Regions from separate parts of the Mus musculus genome. Here region 1 is linked to region 2. A link is a contact called in public promoter capture Hi-C data. All regions are on one chromosome and are shown on one strand. Each heading gives the region's core, a stretch centred on a gene start, on an enhancer-like site or on the middle of the called end of the contact. The rest is flanking DNA. Distances are from core to core; before and after follow the strand shown. Region 1 holds the start of Aox4 (aldehyde oxidase 4). Region 2 holds the start of Sgo2a (shugoshin 2A).

Region 1 (5,726 bases), core at 2,894-5,393, 210 kb before region 2:
GGGATGTAGAGAGACAGAGGGAGGCAGGATAGTATTATCTTGTTCACCGCTGGCTTCCTAGTGCCTGTCACAAAGCTCAGCGTGTGTGTGTGCCCACATGGAGGCCTGAGGCCAACCTTGGTGTCATCACTTTGGTACAGTCAACAATAGTTTTTGATATTTTTCCCCCGATCTCTCACTACTCTAAATTAGACAAGTAGGCTCAGCTGGCTAGTCAGTGAGAACCAGAGATCTGCTGCCTCTGCCTCCCCAGCGGGCCCCACCTGCCTTTTCTATTGCAGGTCCTGGGGTTGAACTCATGTCTTTGTCCTTGCAAGACAAATATATTACCACAACTGTGCTGTCTGCCTAGTCCCAGTGAGCACTTAATTTTAACTTGAAAAATTATTATAGTCTTCTGGGAAGTTACAGAATAGAACAGACAACCCTTTATTTTCATTACGCAGCTCTCCTCAGTTGATGACATCCAGATGACACACACTCTCTCTCCCCTACCAGATGTGGGGGGGAAAAAAGGCAAAACCAAAGAGCTTAGCATTGGTGCTGTAACTCGAGCGCAGCACTTACATGCACTTCTGTGCTTGTGTGTGCAGTTCTATGCAAGCTTGTATGAGATTGTGTAAGCTTGGGCATGAACACCAGTGAGTGATAACCTCACACCATCATACCCAAACACGCATTTGCCTCGAGAGTCTAAATAATCACTGGGGAGAATATGGGCTCGGAAGCCAGGAAGTTGTTTCTAGAGTAAGCACTCCCAGTCTGGTGCTGGGGTGTGTGCGTTGTTTTTTGTTTTTGTTGTTGTTGGTTTTCTTGTTTTGTTTTGCTTGGGTAAAAATGCAGTAGATAAAATATGAATCCACACATCTGTGTCTGAACTCCAACTAGTCTCCATGAATGGAGACAGAGTTGCTTACCTAGAGGGAACGCAGGTGGCTTTCCTTTCATTCTTTTTTTTTTTTTTCTTTTTTCTTGTTTTTGGTTTTCTTTGAGACAGGGTTTCTCTGTATAGTTCTGGCTGTCCTGGAATTCATTTTTTAGACCAGGCTGGCCTCCAACTCAAAAATCCTCCTGCCTCTGCCTCCCAAGTGCTAGGATTAAAGGCTTTCACCACCACTGCCCGGCCTTTCTTTTCATTCTTATTAAAAAAAAAGATTTATTTTTGTTATTTTTATTTATGTGTATATATGAATATTCCCTCTTTCCCTTCTTTCCTCTGTCTGTCTGTCTGTCTGTCTGTCTGTCTATGGTGTGTGTCTGCCAAGACCTAAAGAGTGCATGGGGTTCCCCTGGTGCTGGAGGTGTGAGTTGCGAAGTGGTCATGGGCTGTCATGTGGGTGTTGTGAATTGAACTCAGTTCCTCTGTAAGGCCAATAAGGCCTCACCACCAAGCCCTGTCCCCCACCCCCGCCCCTCTGAGGGTTTCTAGCAGTTTACTGCCCGTCACAGTTAAAGGATACGAACTTTCCTGGTGTAGAACAGTAGATTCTTTTCAGGGTCAGGGTTCTTCTCTATGACCTATATTGCGAAACAAGGGTTGCAGGAAGAGGCCACCATTGGTTACAGCAATCCAATCCTTTGTTTGGAGGACATGTTTATAATGTGGGTAACTTTACAGAACTCTCGTAATGATTTTTGGAACCAAAGGTCTGAAGAAACAGTGACGTTTTATTTCTATGTCTGAATTTTCTATCATCTAGGATAAGCATTTACCTGGAAAGGACCGGGTGGGAAGAGATAGACAGAGAAGACTTGGATAACTCATAGTCACAGAGCGGTGTAGAATTAAGTTAGCCAGTTAGGAGGCTTCCAGACCAGGGCTTTGCTTCTCCTCTCTATATGAATGTGAGGGAAAGCCATATGGCCCTCATCAGGGCTCCACCCTCACGGGGCGCCAGGTGTTTCTTGGCAGAAAGGAGAGGCAGCTTCCCCCAGGCCCGGGAGGAACCCAGCCAGCATCTTTGCTGGGGCAACCAGGCAAGATGGGGAAATCAAGTTAGAATGTAGCTGACCTGGAAGCAGAGTAGCAGGGAACCCAGACACAGAGGGCACTGTCCTCTGGGCTGCTTTGTGCAGAGAATATAAGACCTTGTATTCTCATTGCACTTGAGCAAGGCAAATAGGGTATTGATTCCTTCACCCCACCTCTCACATATCCAACTCTCCTGAAGTCCTCAGAAGTTTACCAATGTAGAGATCAGCCCAACACCCAAATTCTAGACTCTGTCTGCCTCTCCGTCTCTGTCTATGTGTGTGTGGGGGGAGGGTGGGGGAGCTAAGAGAAGAGGTATTACAGAGGCAGAGAACAGGATATTGGCAGGCAGGGGATAATAACACCTATCATCTCTGTCCCGGGATCAAGGCCTGGTGACACTCAAGGCTTGGATTTCCGTCTCCAGCCTTCCTGGTAAACGCTGTACTTTCAGTCCTCCTGTCTGCAGGCCTGCTATAGCTACATGGGTTCACTGCTGTCCCGAGATGCACCAGTCTCAGGCCCAAAGGGCATAGACTATGATGGGTTCCAGAAGAGGGGAGAGATCAAAGCCTGCCAACTACAACGCGATGGTGAGCAGTCAGCATTCCCAGCTGTGTGAAGAAGATCTCGGGAACTGTGTGGACAACAAATCTCTTCTTACTAAGCACACGAAGTGGGAGCGAGGCCATTACTAATCCCCAACACGCAAGTGCACACAGCCCCAGGAGACAACCCCAGGAGAGTAGCAAAGCTCAGGGGTCAGACTGTAGTAAGCACCTGATGCCAGATATGGCTAAGTCAGAGAAAAGCACCTGGCATTCCACCAGCTGTGGGGGATGCAGTCTGTGCTGGACTTCGGAAAACCACCAGGCAGGACCTATGGAATGGCCCTGCTGTGATCTCTCAGCCTCTCACCAGCTCCAACGACGAGGAATCAGACAGAAGGATATTCATGCTGTGTTTTCTGGTTTTTTTTTTTTGGGGGGGGAGAACTTGGGAGAATTGAAAGGTACCCGTGTCCCCATCACTAGGACAAGCCCATGAAAGACCAGCACACTCTGGAAAGCCATGCACTGATAAAGTAAATTTTTTTTCACAGAGGAGCGCCCCAAGACCAGCTCAGTGTCACAGAAACAAAGCAAACAAAAGGGGTCTGCACCTCATACCACTGTTCTCAAATTCAGAATCCAGATGTGCAGGCACACAAACACCACATATGTCTCAAGGAGACACCCGCATCTCTGAGTGGGTATGTGAAAAGTAGGTGGGAAGATATGGGTTTGAGAGGCACAAAAAAAGACAAAGAGCCCCAACAGAAGCCACACCTTGGGGAGTCCGTGGGGTGATGGGCCCTAGTGGACACTGTGCTTCAGTCAAACTGAGCCCCTGGGTCTAAACAAATGAGCCGGTCGTGGCACCACACCATCTTCAGGCTTGCCCCGCCCCCCTTGACATTTTTATAATTTGTCCTAGAAATAAGGAGGCAGTCCTGTTCTGCCTCCAGGGTGATGGTCTGGCTGAGGGGTTGCTATCAATTGAGAGTCATGTGTGGTTGTTTTCTTCCTGTCTCTCTCCTGTTAAAGGGGCATTGGCCAACTGAGGTGGGGCACATTTCCAGGTGGGGTGCATTTCCAACAGGCGCAGAAGGAACGACCTGTCAGCCGCTCACCCCTGCAGCGTGCTGCTGGCCTTGTCGGAATTCACGCTTGCACCGCGCAGCAAATACCAGGTTCTTTTTCTTACTGTTTCCGATGAGAGAACGAAAAGCAAGCAGACATCCCACATTTGCATATTTGATGCCAAAAAGGGAGTTAACAATCCATGTTTAAGATTGTGCCACTGCTAAAAACTAGGAGATGTACCTCAGTGAAGAACAGTAAGCCTGACTTTTGCCCTCTGTGAACAAAGAGCCAGGTTAGTCACATCAGAAACTTACCTTTTTTCCATTCACAAAAAAAATCAGCTCGTCAGACTCGGAGACGGAAGGCATGGTGTCAATGGGGAGCCAGAAGCACAAATTTGAAACAAATGCCCTACCGACAAGGGTATCTGCTCCTCTATCTCATATAGCAGCACTGTAACTTGGGCACCTGCAGTCCCGGGGAAGCCAAATCGGCGGCACAGCCCAACACTGGTGATTTATAGTCAGCCCTGCCTGCCTAGCCCACAAAGGCTTGGCAGCAGCTCCAGCTTCTCTTTCTGGCACGAGTGAGTCAAGAATTCACGTGACGTTTTGAAGTCTAAAACTGGTTTGTTCATGTTGGGTTTAGACTCCGGGGTTCAATTATGAAAATCGAGTTTCAGGTGGATGATTACGAGTTACACGAACAAAACGAACCCGCCTGTAAATCGGTACCTTGCTGTCCACACCAGCGCGAGTGATTCCTGTCTCCCGTTTTTCTTGTATTTAATTACAAGGGAAGAGTCTTTCGTGAATGTGATGAAAGACAGCAAATGCATGTTTATTTTTTTTTTATTAATTCATTTTATGTGGTTAACTCATTTATGCTATTAGTTCATTTTGTGTGGGTATTTTGTACGCATGCCTGTGTTCCACGGGTGTGGCTGGTATTCACGGAGGCCAGTGAGGGCGTTAGATTCCCTGGAGCTGCAGTTACAGATGGTTGTGAGCAAACATGTGGGTGCTGGGAATCAAACCTGGGTCCTCTGGAAGGGCAGCCAGAGCTCTTAACTGCTGTGCCATCTCTCCAGCCTCCTCAACTGTGTCTTTAAGGCTTGACTATAACAACCAGCATGCACACTCTCTCTTCTTCATCTTTTCTCTGCTTACTTGTCTAGAACTCCTCACATTTGAGGATTTTAAGATTCTCATGCTCAGCAATACCCTAGGTACAAATGTACTTGAAACCACAACTATTCACTCAGGTTTGCTGTGGGCTGGAGGCTGTTCTTATGGACTGGGAATTATGGAGCACCTCAGGAGAGCATCATAGTCACCATCATCACCACTACCATCATCATCAGCATCATTATCATCACCACCACTACCATCATGACAATCATCCTCACTACCACTACAACCACCACCATCACCACCACCACCATTACTTTATAAATAAGAAAAATGAGACATCAAGATTTTAAGTGACTTGCCCAAAGAGCAGGGTTGCCTTGGAGCCTACAACTTTTTTTCTGAGATATAGCAGAATCCTGGTGGGGAGTGAGGCCAAGGAACAGTTTTGCCAATTTCTGAGGACCTTGGAGCCATCAAGAGAGGTGTCATGAGGCTCCTAATAGGGAGGGAAGGCATTTGGATTAGAGCAGGGGTGATGGGCTGCATTTCAGGATGCCCAAGGCTGCTATTGAGTATGGTGGGAGCAGATGTCCCAATGGGTGTGATGTTGGCTTATGAGAGAGGGGAGCTGCGCTGCAGAGACCAGCAGCTGCCTAGTGAGATTTTCAAGTTCCATCTGCACAGGTTAAGTTTGAGATGCTAACACACAGTCACACAGTCACACAGTCACACAGACAGACAGACAGACAGACACACACACACAGAGCAAATAGGGCTGTGATGGCTGTTGGATATTCAAGGCTGCATTGTCTTCCTTTTGTCTTGAGCAGAGCAGGTGCTCAAGTCTGGGGCCAGTTTCCAATCCAGCCTCCTGTCACCAAGCTCATAGTTCCGACGTCACCATCTATCTGTCTTCACCTCTGCCTGCTGCCTCAGTGGTTCCTAGAGGCTTCTGCTCAGTGCTCCTTGCCTGTCCAGAGATTTGAAATGCAAGAA
Region 2 (5,626 bases), core at 2,995-5,494:
AAAAACCAAAAAAAAAAAAAAAAAAAAAAAAAAAGATTCCATTTAAATGGAGAGTCCAAAACAATACAATTTCCATACCAAGGTATTTAACTTTAAGCGAAGAAAGGTATTCTCAAAATTCAGTTTCTCTACTTCTTTCTGTAATTGCATCTTTTCGGTAGTAATTCTTCGAGAATTCTCTTTCTCTTTACTAAGGGCCCGCGCTAATGCTCTGTTGTTGTGCTTTAGAGAGATCTTGAAAATAGAAGAATTGTCTGCAAAAATATTTTTAAAAAGTTAACACTCAACTTATACCTTATAATTCTTTAATAAAATCTCACATTCCTTAGTAAAATTATTTCAGAAAAAATGTAGTTTACTTTATAGATATCAAGTCACAGTTGGAAATGAATGCCAATACAAACACAGTTTTAGAGAAAATAAACGTGCCCAGGTTTTGAAGCTGGAGACAGACAAGCTAGAGAGCAGACAGAGGCTGAGAAGAGAAGCAGCTGGGACTGCTCTGAGAGGAGCCCTGCAGAGAGCAGCCTCGCCCTGCCACCTTGACTAGAGGCAAGGCGGAAGATGACCCCCACAGCTCTCGCTAGCTGGAGACCCACAGGAGCTAGGGCAGCCAATCTGAAATGTTTGCACAAGTTTCTGGGTCTCCACAACTCAATAAAATTGCTATGCTCCCAAATGCCATTTCTTAAACTTCAAATGAAAGGACTAATTGTCTAGGACCTGTGGAAGCGTCAACTCTACCCAAATGAGTAGACCTTTTGTAGTAACTGACTGCAATCTATGTTACTATGATTTAAATTGTTACTGAAACGGTAGCAAAGACATTTCAGTGAGGAGTTAAGGATTAAATTCACCTTAAAAGTCCTATGTTCCTTTAGTATGATTAAATCATAATTATATTTTCATAATTTGAATTTTAGATTCTACTACATGCCAATAACATACTTACTCCACAGTAACACACACAATTGTCTTGGTCTCCTGAGTGCTGAAATTATAGGCATGTGCTAATATATCATATTAAAATAAGTTTTGTTAAATATAACCTTTTTAGATGTTCAGAAAAACATTTTGGGCATCTAAAAAAAGAAAGAACAGTAGGGCAACAGCTGGACTGTAAAAAAAAAAGTAATAATTAAAAATGCAAAAAGAAGAAAGAAAGAAAGAAAGAAAGAACGAACAAACGAACCATACCAGGACTTCATATTTGGTAGAGAATAGTTTCACTTGGCTCTCCTTGGCATACCCAATAGAAACAGACCACAACCAGTTAGGACATCCAAAAGCTAAAAATAACCTGTTGTTTTCCAAAAGGTCCTGACGAATGAAGCAGGAAATAACCATTGTAGAAAGCTGGCTAATTCAGATTTACCTACAGATCCCGGAAGGAGCAACGTCCTGACTTAAAGATACTTAAAACATTTTGGCTCAGTGTAAGTCATGGGTGTGACATCAGCAGACAGACAGTACATTTCCCAGTGTAGCCAACATGGGCATAAACCATTGAGATAATTTTTGGGAACAATAAAAGTTTATCCTAGGAAGTTTCCCATCTTCATGGGTTTTTATTTATTTATGTTGTTTTTGTTTTTGTTGTCTGCTTGCCTTCCTAACGCCTTATTGCCAGGATTCATAAAATCTCATTTCCAAAGTGCATAGTGCTTTCTTGGTGAACTCTGGCCTATATAAAATCATGTACTACCACACCTGATCTTGGCCAAGCACGTCTACGTGACTTATCACCTGACTGCCACAGAATGAATGCAAAGCAAATCTTTTACTCTCTGTAGCTCTTTTCTTGAGAAACCACATTGGTATTGTCTTTGCATGAGAAGAGGTAGCTGCCTGGGGGCAGGCCAAGGGCAGATTGCAAAACCATTCAGCAGAATAGCTGAGAGCCACAGAGAGGAAAGAGCAAACAGAAAAAGTACCAGCTAACAAAGTAGTCATTTTAGTAGTTTTCTATATTTGCTAAAATAAGGTAGGTACTTACTTAATATTTTTGCTTTGATCTTTGAAGCAAGAGAAACATTCAAATTTGTCTTTGCAATTCTGCCCTTCACTCGTCTCTGAATTCCAGAGGTAACAGTGTCAACTTTTATCCCTGGGTACTCCATTTCTGAAGTGAAAGGAAAAGAAAAGATGGGGTGGGGTGGGAGACCAGCATAGTACTGAGTGATAAGAGAAAAAAACTGGTAACGATCCATTCCAAAGCCCAACCACCATGACTTACAATACACTGTCGACATAATGTATTTGCAAAGCCCTTTACATAAAGATCTTAAAATACGAACTTAGAGAATCAGGAGAATTAGTGAATTCCAAAAAGGTAAATACTTTTGTTTTTCTATTCAAACCTATATTATATCACCATGCCTAGTGGACACAATGGGCTACCAGCAGAAGACAGGATAGGGTCCCTGCTGTCATGGAAAGAAAAGTCCAGTGTGACACAGACACTGTTGTTACTATGCAAAAGTATAACCTTAGATAGGCAAGTGGACCTTCATGGAAGCACAAAAGAAATGACTCACTCAAGGGGCGGAAGAGGGCTTGGAAAGAGAGGAAATTACAAGCTTAAGTCTAGATTTATGGTCTACACTGGTTAACAATGTAATAGAATTGGAAATAAATAATTAGTATGACAAGAACAATGACTTTAACACACAAGACATTAAAGAAGTGCTAATGCTAACTGGGCAGAGAAAACAGATCAGAAAAAGCTTCACTGAGGTGCAGGTGGCGATGCTGGGCTATGTGCTCGAATGGGGTCAACGCCCCAAACCTATATTCCCGCCACAAGCCACTCTGCTCCTTGCTCTGAGTCCACAGAACAATCTCAGTGTTCCTTTTATGTCCATCACAAAAATCCCTAGATTCCACAAGATTCCTCATTATCTTTACCTTCCTCACCCTAACTGCCCTCCAACTCTTCCCAACCCGGAAGCGGTCCTATAGTAGGCTACAAAGTGACCTAGTCAGGTACCTGCAATTCTCAATCTATACATAGTCTGCAGATCTAGTATAAGGATCCAATGAAAAGATTCTTATTTATCTAGGCATCCCTAACGCCATCACAAACATCTTCACGGAGAAGAGCAGAGATTAGGGTAATGCTGACAGGCAGAAGTTTCTATTAAATGTGTTTTCTGCTGAACTCTTAGTGCCTGGCACATAGCAGCTCCTTGGATAAACATTTCTAATAGAAATATATATGAACACATGAAAGAACTTCTCAGTAGAAAAAAAATCTGCCCAATGTTGAAATGGTCATGTTTGAAAGCATTGAGCAGATGTGGAAAGCTGTTAAGCAAATGACCGAGAAGATGGTTGGGGGCGGGGGGCGAATTTCTGCAACGGGGAGGAAGTTCACTAGGAACGTTTCAACAGTAAAGTTCAACTGTTCTAAAGTTTCGCCCCCCCCCCCCACCAAAAACAAACAAACAAACCATAAAACCGCAGGGAAGCTGGTAGGCTAATTGCAGGTTTTCACCTCACAATCTGAGCAGGGAAACAAGGAGGCTAGCTGCAGATCTTCAACTTTCCCTCCAGTCCAATCCCCCGTCTCATCCACAGCCCTGTGGCAGACCTTCTACTGTGACCTCTTCTCATTCTTTGATCCCACTTCTGAGGGGGGCGGGAATAAACAGATCCTGATGACACACCCTGCTTTCCTCCCTCCTGTGGACCCCCATGCCACGCCCTAGCATATAGCACATCTCCATTTCTAAGTGTCAGCTCCCAATACCCAGATCCCGGCCAAGCTATTAGTTCTCTGTTCGAAACAAGCCTGGCAGAAGCCCTACCCTGGAGATGCGTGTAGGTGCATCCTTACCTACACGAAAGCAGCCGTTTCAGACCTGGTCACAAGGACCTAGATCCCTTTCCCTCCAGGTACTGACCTGAAAACTAGTGGCGACCCCTCGCCCAGCTGGGAGCTCAAAGTCAGAACAGAGGTTACCGCCCCGATCCGAAGGCGGCTCCGCGTCCCGGCTCCGCGTCCCGGCCCTGCAAGCCGACGCGCGGCGGCGAGGACTGAGGCGCCAGGAGTGGCTACCGAGAAGGGTTCCGGCTTCGCAGGCCTTGCTGGCCGCGCTGGCCTCGTCCACGCCTACCAGCGACCCCTTCAGCTGTGGGTGCCCACACTTGCCAGGGAAGCGCGACAATCCGCGAAGACCAGGATTCAGGTTTAAACTGCGCGGCAGTTAGCGTTTATGCTCCAGCCAATCAGATTCCGAGAAGGCGGCGCAAAGATGCGCTGCCACCCGGAAGTGGAAGACGGAAGGGGCGGGACGTACTGGAGAGGGTCGAGTGGGCGTGGCTGGGTGAGCCGGGCGGGCTGCAGCGAGCGTGAAAAGGTTCTCCTTGCCTCTCTGAGCTTCTGGTAGCCATTTCCACCAGCCCTGACAGAGAGGGCCATTCACCACGGATAAAGGGACACTCTGAGGGTTGGCAGGCACCTCTAGTCCTTCGCAGGGCTTTGTGTTGTTCACTGTGTGATTATTTGTCTGCATCCAGTTTCTGCATTCTTGCCTTCCAATTGTGATCCTTGCTTCTTTACACTTCACTTAAAAGCCTTTCTCAATTTTGCACTTGGAAGTGCTGCAATGATACTCCATTTTAGCAGAGTACACAGAGTGGCATTTTAAACTATTTCAACTATATTTTAAAATGTGTTAGTCTTATTTTTCAAGTCAGTTTGGTTCTTTTTACAAAAGGTTAATAATAATATATATATGTAGAATTTCGAGAAACGATATTTTAAAAAACTGCTCTGTTCCATCATATTAAAAATACAAATAGAAGCCAGGCAGTGATGGTGCATACCTTTAATACCAGCACTTGGGAACCTTTAATACCAGCACTTGGGAGGCAGAGGCAGGCAAATTTCTGAGTTCGAGGCCAGTCTTGTCTACAGAGTGAGTTCCAGGACAGCCAGGGCTACACAGAGAAACCCTGTCTTGAAAAACCTAAATAAATAAATAAATACTACAAATATGGCATTTAGAGGTCATGAGCATTTGTTGCAAAGGACCCAGGTTTAGTTATCAGCACTCACATGGTGGCTCACAGCCATCTGTAACTCCAATTCTGGGGAATCTTATGTCCTCTTCTGGCCTCTGCAGGCACCAGATATGCATATGGTGTACATACATACATGCATGCGTACATTCGGGCAAAATATACATATAAAATAATAAATCTTTTAAAAAGAACCTTGTCATCCCTAGGTGGGGCAGTCTCTGGATGGCCTTTCCTTCATTCTCTGCTCCACACTTTGCCTCTGTATTTCCTCCTGTGAGTAGCCTGTTTCCCCTGCTAAGAAGCACTGGAGCACTTTGGTCTTCCTTCTTCTTGAGCTTCATGTGGTCTGTGAATTGTATCTTGGGTATTCTGAGCTTCTGGGCTAATATCTACTTGTCAGTGAGTGTGTACCATGTGTGATCTTTTGTGACTGGGTTACCTCACTCAGGTTTTCTAGTTCCATCCATTTGTCTAAGAATTTCATGAAGTCATTGTTTTTAAATAGCTGAGTAGTGCTCTGTTGTAGAAATGTACCACATTTTCTGTTCCTCGGTTGAAAGACATCTGGGTTCTTTCCAGCTTCTGGCTATTATTATAT

Evidence for each region. Promoter capture Hi-C pulls out the DNA fragments that hold promoters and counts their contacts.
Region 1: a contact with region 2 is called in a promoter capture Hi-C map of hippocampal neurons, with 2.4 times the contacts expected there. The contact joins the promoter of Aox4 here to the promoter of Sgo2a in region 2. A contact is called at or near these places in 6 of 39 promoter capture datasets (the 3T3-L1 cell line, hippocampal neurons, liver and 2 more) and 1 of 115 datasets of contacts at active chromatin or transcription factors (embryonic stem cells).

Annotation. Positions count from the first base shown.
Region 1 is chr1:58,208,814-58,214,539 of GRCm38.p6, reverse strand. It overlaps Aox4 (aldehyde oxidase 4), which reads right to left and starts at 4,143. Exons shown (of 35, transcript NM_023631.2): 1 at 3,912-4,143; 2 at 1,461-1,518. The coding sequence starts at 3,965.
Region 2 is chr1:57,994,592-58,000,217 of GRCm38.p6, reverse strand. Sgo2a (shugoshin 2A) reads right to left here and starts at 4,244. Exons shown (of 9, transcript NM_199007.2): 1 at 3,906-4,244; 2 at 1,997-2,122; 3 at 79-254. The coding sequence starts at 2,120.